Regions from separate parts of the Danio rerio genome. Here region 2 is linked to region 1. Evidence: chromatin contacts called from public Micro-C data. All regions are on one chromosome and are shown on one strand. Each heading gives the region's core, a stretch centred on a gene start, on an enhancer-like site or on the middle of the called end of the contact. The rest is flanking DNA. Distances are from core to core; before and after follow the strand shown.

Region 1 (3,667 bases), core at 863-3,362:
AGTCTAAGAATAACTGCATCATTGCATCTCGAATCTTCCAAAACTGCCCCCTTTTCTTTTCTTCACTGGGCAGTTACCTTAAAAAGCCACTTCTGCCTCAGCTGACCCTTAAAAACCTTTTACTTTGGTGGTAGTCATAAGGTTGTAAGGTTGATTTGGTTATATAAAATCATGTTGAACCTAAATAAAACCAGTTTTATAGCACGTTTTATAGGTTAGCTGACAAAACATTTTTATACTGTAGTCTCAGGAGAAGGCAATCCTTGAAATAACTTGAATTAATTATCTTTCTCTATGAAATGGACAAGTTCCAGCACGATAAGTGTGTTGATTACAACAGAATATTGGCGACTTGTTAAATCAGACACTCCGATAGCATTGCCCTATAATGAAATTGCTCTTCATTCAGGCATCAAGTGGAATGAGCTCAGAGTCGTGCCCATGGGAGAGATTCCCTGGAACACAGAGCGAGCATCTGACCCCAATACTCCGAGACCATACCACAGAGAACGTGTATCTCTGTGTGTTACTCAATTATTCATGCCCTCTGCTTCCTTTTAAGCGCCACATTTTTGTTATCATTATTGTTATTTTTAGATAAAAGAGGCTGGCGCACCTTTATGGGCTGCTGCAACCCTTCAGAGCCTCACATGGAGTGCAAGATGGACAAAACTATCGCGAGCAACCCCCAGCAGATTTTACTGTAAGCAATCATGTCCCACTTTGATGCAGTGCTTTAATGCACCTGGACAGATTAGGTGAAATGACTATGCAGGTGTTCACGTTTGTGTGCGCATAGTTATACTTCTATGTGTATTTGCATTGCATGTACTGAAATAATCCTGGAAAGCATGGTGTTTCCTGCAATATGATGAATAATCAAGCACTCACACAGGAGTACAGTGGATAGGCTCATGTGGACTGCTGGCCTAGTTTTCATGCTGTTAATTTGTGCTAGCTATAAAAGTGTTTGGACAACAGATGCAGATATTCTCTTTATATTATGTGAATATACATTAAATCAAACACTCCACAAGCTTGTACCACTCTGCTGTAAGTTTTTTGAAAAATACTATACAGCTGATGCAATGCATGTACATGTCAAATAGACAAAAGTGTTCTGTTCTATGGTGGAAGAAAGAATGAAGAGATGCCTCCTTGAATGAAAATAATACAGTGTTCAAATTTAGTTTCAAACTGTAAATTGAGATAATGTTAAACTGGGTTAATTTTTGAGAAATTAATATTCGTACAGTTTTTATGTTTGATAGAGCATCATTTTACTCAATTTTACTAAATCAATTTACACATTTATGCACGTCACATGACTCCTAGGCTACACCACACTGCACTGCCTCAGTTTTGTCTTGCATGCAAAAGTTTCTCAGGGCATAAATATAGCTAACATGACATCTAACAAAATAAATAAAAGAAAAAATAATAATACTAAAAAATAAAACTACTTGCACTACAATTTTCAAAATGTTCAGCTTTTCAGTGCCCATTTACTGTTTATTTTCTTGGCATACATCAGTCTATTTGGCTTTTACCTTAACAAATGAATCAGAATTACTTTTATTTTAAAAACATGTCAATCATATAACGAAGTAAATTCCAATAATGTTAGTACGAATCATATTTGTTAGTCTTACAGTCTTTCTCAATTTGTCTTTTAATGACCCACAAACACCAAATGACATGTTGAAAAATTGACTGACAGCTAAGGTCTTACAATAGATGAACAATTACTACAAACACAATTCGATTCAAACAGAATCAACCGCCCTCTTTAAAACACTGATAGTATTTATGCATGTTCACATAAAATGTATGCTTAAAACTTAGATATTTTGGGGTGTATGCAAAACTATGAGGTACATTGTTTATAAAGGCACAAAACTTACCCACTGTTTTAAGTATAAGAACAAATCCCAAGGTATGCGAGAAAAAGTTCCTCAGTTTTAAGATTGTGTTGAGTGCAGTTTACGCACTGGACTCATTTTCCATCTGATTCCATGTTTAGATTTTCAGCCGTCATAAAAAAATGCAGCTCCATCGGGTTGAGCGTTAAAGGTGATGGATAGTCCGACCTGCAGGATCCTCTCTCCACATAAGAGCAGGGCACGCGCGCGCACTCCACTTAACTTCACTGTTTAGTCCTACTGTCAACGCTGGAGAGGAAGTACATGGCGCAAATACAGTGTAACCCTGCACTCTGGCGGTTAGTTCTGCAAATTACATTTAATCCCCATACAGGCATATAGTGAGAGTAAATGGTTGTATTTGATTTTTGGGGGTCTGGCCTTAAACAAATCCAGTAGGACGAGTAAACTGATTGTGAATTGTTGAGTGTGTGGTTGTCTGGTGAATATTTTTTTAGTTTGGTACAACATGTCGCAAAATAGGTATATGTTTTTGGTACAGATGCGCTGTAGAAAAAAATTTATTGAGCGATATAATATGCTCCTTCGGGCACAAAAAGATATGTGTTCATGGAGACTTGACAAGAATAGAATAGAATAGAATAGAATAGAATAGAATAGAATAGAATAGAATAGAATAGAATAGAATAGAATAGAATTACTATTTGTGGTATAGGTCCGTAGGCAGCCTGACGAAAGAGGTGGTTCTTTTTACTCAAAAAATGGACCTTTTTGCAGTTATTCGCCTCATTTTCTATTTAATTATGAGGTGTAAATACTGCATTTTAAGCACTTTTTTACTGGATTAGCTTGTCACATGGTCACACTTTTTGATGTACCAAAAGCATTTCCTGAAGATTTAGAATTAAGAAATAATACAATAATATATACAAAAAATATACAACACTTGTTTTAAAAATACTAATTTATTACATTTTATATCATTAGGAGAAAATAGAAATTTGTTTTTAAACAAAAAAGTGTAGCCTATTATCATTTATTACACTCTCAGAAAAAAATGTTACAATGTTGTAAAAAAACGGTGAAAACCCTTGTCACTGGGGCAGTACCTTACATTTACATTTAGTCATTTAGCAGACGTTTTTATCCAAAGCGACTTACAAATGAGGACAAGGAAGCAATTTACACAACTATAAGAGCAACAATGAATAAGTGCTGTAGGCAAGTTTCAGGTATGTAAAGTGTAAGAAGCAAAACATTAGTAATTTTTTTCTACCTTGCAACAGAATTGTGCCTTAAGACAAAGAAACAAATTTGTCATATCCAAAATTTGTAATTTATTATCAGTAAATATAAAACATCAAATACATTTTTAAACAAGGTTTCAGTTCATAATAAAAGTTTTTTGTGTAAATACACATTTTCAATTTACAATAAAGAATAAAACATACTTCACACAGAAATTAAAGATTTATGTTTTTGCTTAACATTTTTCACAACACTGTTAACAAAAATGTTACAGAAATACATTCTCTCATGTACAATATAACAATTTGTTTGCCAGTTTTCACACAATACCTTTTCTAATCACTTAAAAGTATTTTAATTAACTTTATTATAAAATGGAAATAGAATTATGCAAAAGTATTGTAACGAGAAATGCACAATGTTGATTAGTTTTACAATAATAAAATGTTTGCATGAACACTTTGCATATGCAGTACTTTTGCTAGCTCATGTGCATAGGGGGAAAAACAAAAGGTGTGGATATCAATAATGAAAAT
Region 2 (3,667 bases), core at 497-2,996, 210 kb before region 1:
ACATGTCTAAATAATTTAAACAAATTATTGATCTCCGCTATATTCATTAGTTTGAAACAGACAGATTTCTTTACAACTTTAAAAAAAGACATATTTGAATTTCTTTCTTGTCTTTGGATATAAAGTAAGCCACTGCACTGTTCAGATATATAGTTGGCCTATACGATGTTCTGACTTTTTCAGAATCATGGGTTAACCAGTAGCTTATGATGTGGATAGTCCTTTAAGGTCTTTTCTTAAAAAAAAAAAAAAAAAAAACTAATTAAAATATTAGTAAAAACATGTAAAAATAAAAAAAAACAATAAATAAATAAATCTATGTATATATATATATATATATATATATATATATATATATATATATATATATATATATATATATATATATATATATGAAATTACATATATCCAAGGAACAGTATAACAGAAAGATTTTGAGGTTTTAAATCTTGACGTTTCTAAAGCACAATAAACCTTGAAACCATTTATCATGACATGCCTAGTATTGGGACTGAAGCAACTAATTAATTAATTAATTTTCACTGACGAGAGGCAGGGTTGCTTTTTTAGCTACTGAGAAATTGCAGCTGCTGTCTGCGCTTTCTATGTCTTTTTACACCTCCCTTTCTTCATGTGTTTCACTGCTTTTTTCTGGTGTCACTGCACTTGTTTAGAAATAACTTAATTTTCTATACTAATTATTAGTTTATTTTCTTGTATGTATCAATTATTTTACTTGTTAATGACATCTGGTGAAAACTGCAAGTCAACAGCAGCTTTATATTTTCTGAGAAAAATGGTGACGTGTTTAATTTTTCATTATTTGACCTTCTGTACATAATAACATTTTGAAACAATGCACTGAAAACAAACATTTTATAACAATCTAAACTTTAACAACAATCAAATGGTTAAATGTTGATTTTAATATATGTTAAATGCGTGGGTCCATGAACACGTCTTTAAAAGTTTGTAGTGTGGTGTCAATGCAAATGTGAAGAAGATCATTTGGTTTTCAAATGGCCATGTTACATGCTATATGCTTGCTGGTTTAATGACGACAATGTCCATTTACACTTTATGACTGCTGCTAAATAGATTTAAAAGTAATTCTGCACTTGAAAGAAAAATACAGCTCCTTGCCAAAAAGAAAAAACGGTATAAAGAACTGCGCAATAACTGTTTTGCAATACTTGCACTGAAAAAGACTCCTATATGTTTCAAAAAGCCAGGTTATCTTTAATTACTTAGTGCTTTTTAAAATGTAAATTGTGCTAAGGAAGCTTGGCATACATGAAGAAAATGGAATAAAAAGCGACAACAATCTTTCATAATAAAGTTCTAACTGGTGATCAATTAAAAGTGTCACCTTACATCATATTAATCTTTCGCAAAAACACTTTTAGACATACTTCTGTCAGTCAGAAACAGTAACAATCATAAAAAGCTGATCACTGTTGTACGACAGCCTGAAAAATGGGCTCACCTGTCTGACAGTGGGACTAAACTCAAAGTCCCCCGCTTCCTTAAGCTCCAGCCATATCATTGGCATCCTGGGAACGGCCTCCATTATACCTCTGCGAAAGTACTCTTCCAACTAGAGAGCGCTTTTCAGCTGTTTCGTATAACTACTTTTTTAATCTCAAAAGACGAAGCTAATTATGCTTCGATCTGATCAAAAAACTTGTCGCCCGGATCCGCCTGACGCTCCCACCTTTGACTCTTCTTCAAAACAAATACGTCACCGGAAGTACGTCAACAAACGTTTACAACTTAAATGAGCTATTTACGTTATTATAAAAATATTAGAAATGTGTTTCTGTCAAAGAAAATAATTACTCAGAGGGAAGCATTTCTTTGGAATTCTCTAATAGATAAAATTAATTGGAAAAAAGCTAGCTCTTCCCTTACAAATTCCAAACAAAGGTAGTGTTACGCAATATCTACCCCACTAACGAGATTGTTTCTAAATTTGGTAATCCTAATTCAAATTGTGTCTTCTGTCACTCAAGTATCGAATCGATTGATCTTTTTATGTTAAATGCCCACATATTATGGTATTTTGGTCTGATTTATCCGTCTTTTTTACGTCAAAATGTGAGTTTAACAATGATTTTTCCATGCGTAATTAATTTGCTACTTTTCTTATGACAAAAATAACAGAATTTAGAGGCAATTTATTTATTTTATTGGGTAAAAATTCTATTCATAAATTTAGGTTTTCTTCATCATTACCTAAGTTGCAGAATTGTATTTGACTTTAATTGTCTAAAATGTTTACAGCAAAAAAAGTGTTAAAACTGTGAAAATTTATAAGGATTTTGTAAATATTATTTAATTTGATAGTTTACCTGATAGTTTTTTATCATCTTATGTTATTATTTGTTATTATTATTATTATTATTATTCATTTTACTTGTTCATGATTTTACTTGATGCCATCTATTGTTATGGTTATTATGATTGTATTGTTAAAACCCAATGCAATTCTTAAAAGAAAAAAGAAAAGAAAGAAAAAATCTATTTACGTTATTATTCTGCCTTCGAATATATGTCATAAAACTTTTTTTGTACAAGTGAAGCTGAAACCTAAATCTTGTTTTACTTAATTTAAAAATAAACAAATTATAATAATAATTATTTATTTAATATTTATGATACTATATATACTATGTGATATATACTATATATACTATACTATAATATATGCTATAACAACATGATACTTTTTCACTCATTAAGTAAATTTAAGTTACAAATAACTTATAAAATTTTGCCTTTTAAATGCAGTTTTAAATGTCACATTTTCAGCATGCACCATTTTAAGGAAACAAATATATTAAAGCAAATGTTATATTTATTTTCATTAATGTTGATTTATAGTTATTGAACACCAAATGAACGCTGTTAAATGCTTAATTTGGCAGAAATGTTGCTCTTCCTTAATGTTTTTTTTTCCCGCTTTTCTCATGTTCAAACACACATGCACTATGATAATGTGCTCTAGGTGGCAGCAGTGTATTAGTTTTTGTCAGGGTTTCGATTATGACGAATTAAAAAGTCATAACAGCGATTTATGAAGTTGGTAACAATCTCGCGATTAAAATATTTTTAATATTTGTGTGACATTTAGGTTGGAGGCTGAAAAAAATAAACTTAGCCCAGAAACAATACCTTATTCTTTAGAAAGAGTACAGTAAGATATGAAGACGGTAGAAGATTAATTAATTGGCGTTTTAAACAGTCAGAAAGCAGATAGCCTACTCATGGTGATGAAATATACATCAAGCTCTATAAACATCATTTTCAGTTAGAGAAAGCCTGTTAAAAATCCCTTAGAGCAGACTTAGACTAAAGCAGAAATTGTCACCTACTGTATGTGTCTGTTTGAGTGTATTGAATTTAGGATTGACAGACGGTTATAACATCTAATTATGTAGTAATATAACAAACAATAATTGTTGAACAAGTTAAAAAGTTTTTCACTGAGGCTTCCCAGGAAAATGAATTATGTCGAAGATTTGTTTGGAAGGAGAACATCTCACTTCAAGTCTTTGTTTTCCAGTTGTTTCTAGCACTGGCACTCTATTGATTATTTAACATCCCACAGTCTTTCCTGAATGCAAGGCCTCCTTCCTCTCTCTTCTGCGGGGTGGGGTGCTAATCT

What was found. A called contact is a pair of places that touch in the nucleus more often than the background predicts.
Region 2: a contact with region 1 is called in a Micro-C map of caudal fin, with 15 times the contacts expected there. The contact joins the promoter of ptpn23b here to the promoter of cpne4b in region 1. A contact is called at or near these places in 5 of 18 Hi-C or Micro-C datasets (caudal fin, embryo, hematopoietic stem cells and 1 more) and 3 of 4 datasets of contacts at active chromatin or transcription factors (caudal fin, embryo and gastrula embryo).

Annotation. Positions count from the first base shown.
Region 1 is chr19:21,285,196-21,288,862 of GRCz12tu, reverse strand. cpne4b (copine IVb) reads right to left here and starts at 2,112. Exons shown (of 16, transcript XM_003200571.7): 1 at 1,905-2,112.
Region 2 is chr19:21,497,679-21,501,345 of GRCz12tu, reverse strand. It overlaps ptpn23b (protein tyrosine phosphatase, non-receptor type 23, b), which reads right to left and starts at 1,746. Exons shown (of 20, transcript NM_001044928.1): 1 at 1,487-1,746. The coding sequence starts at 1,570.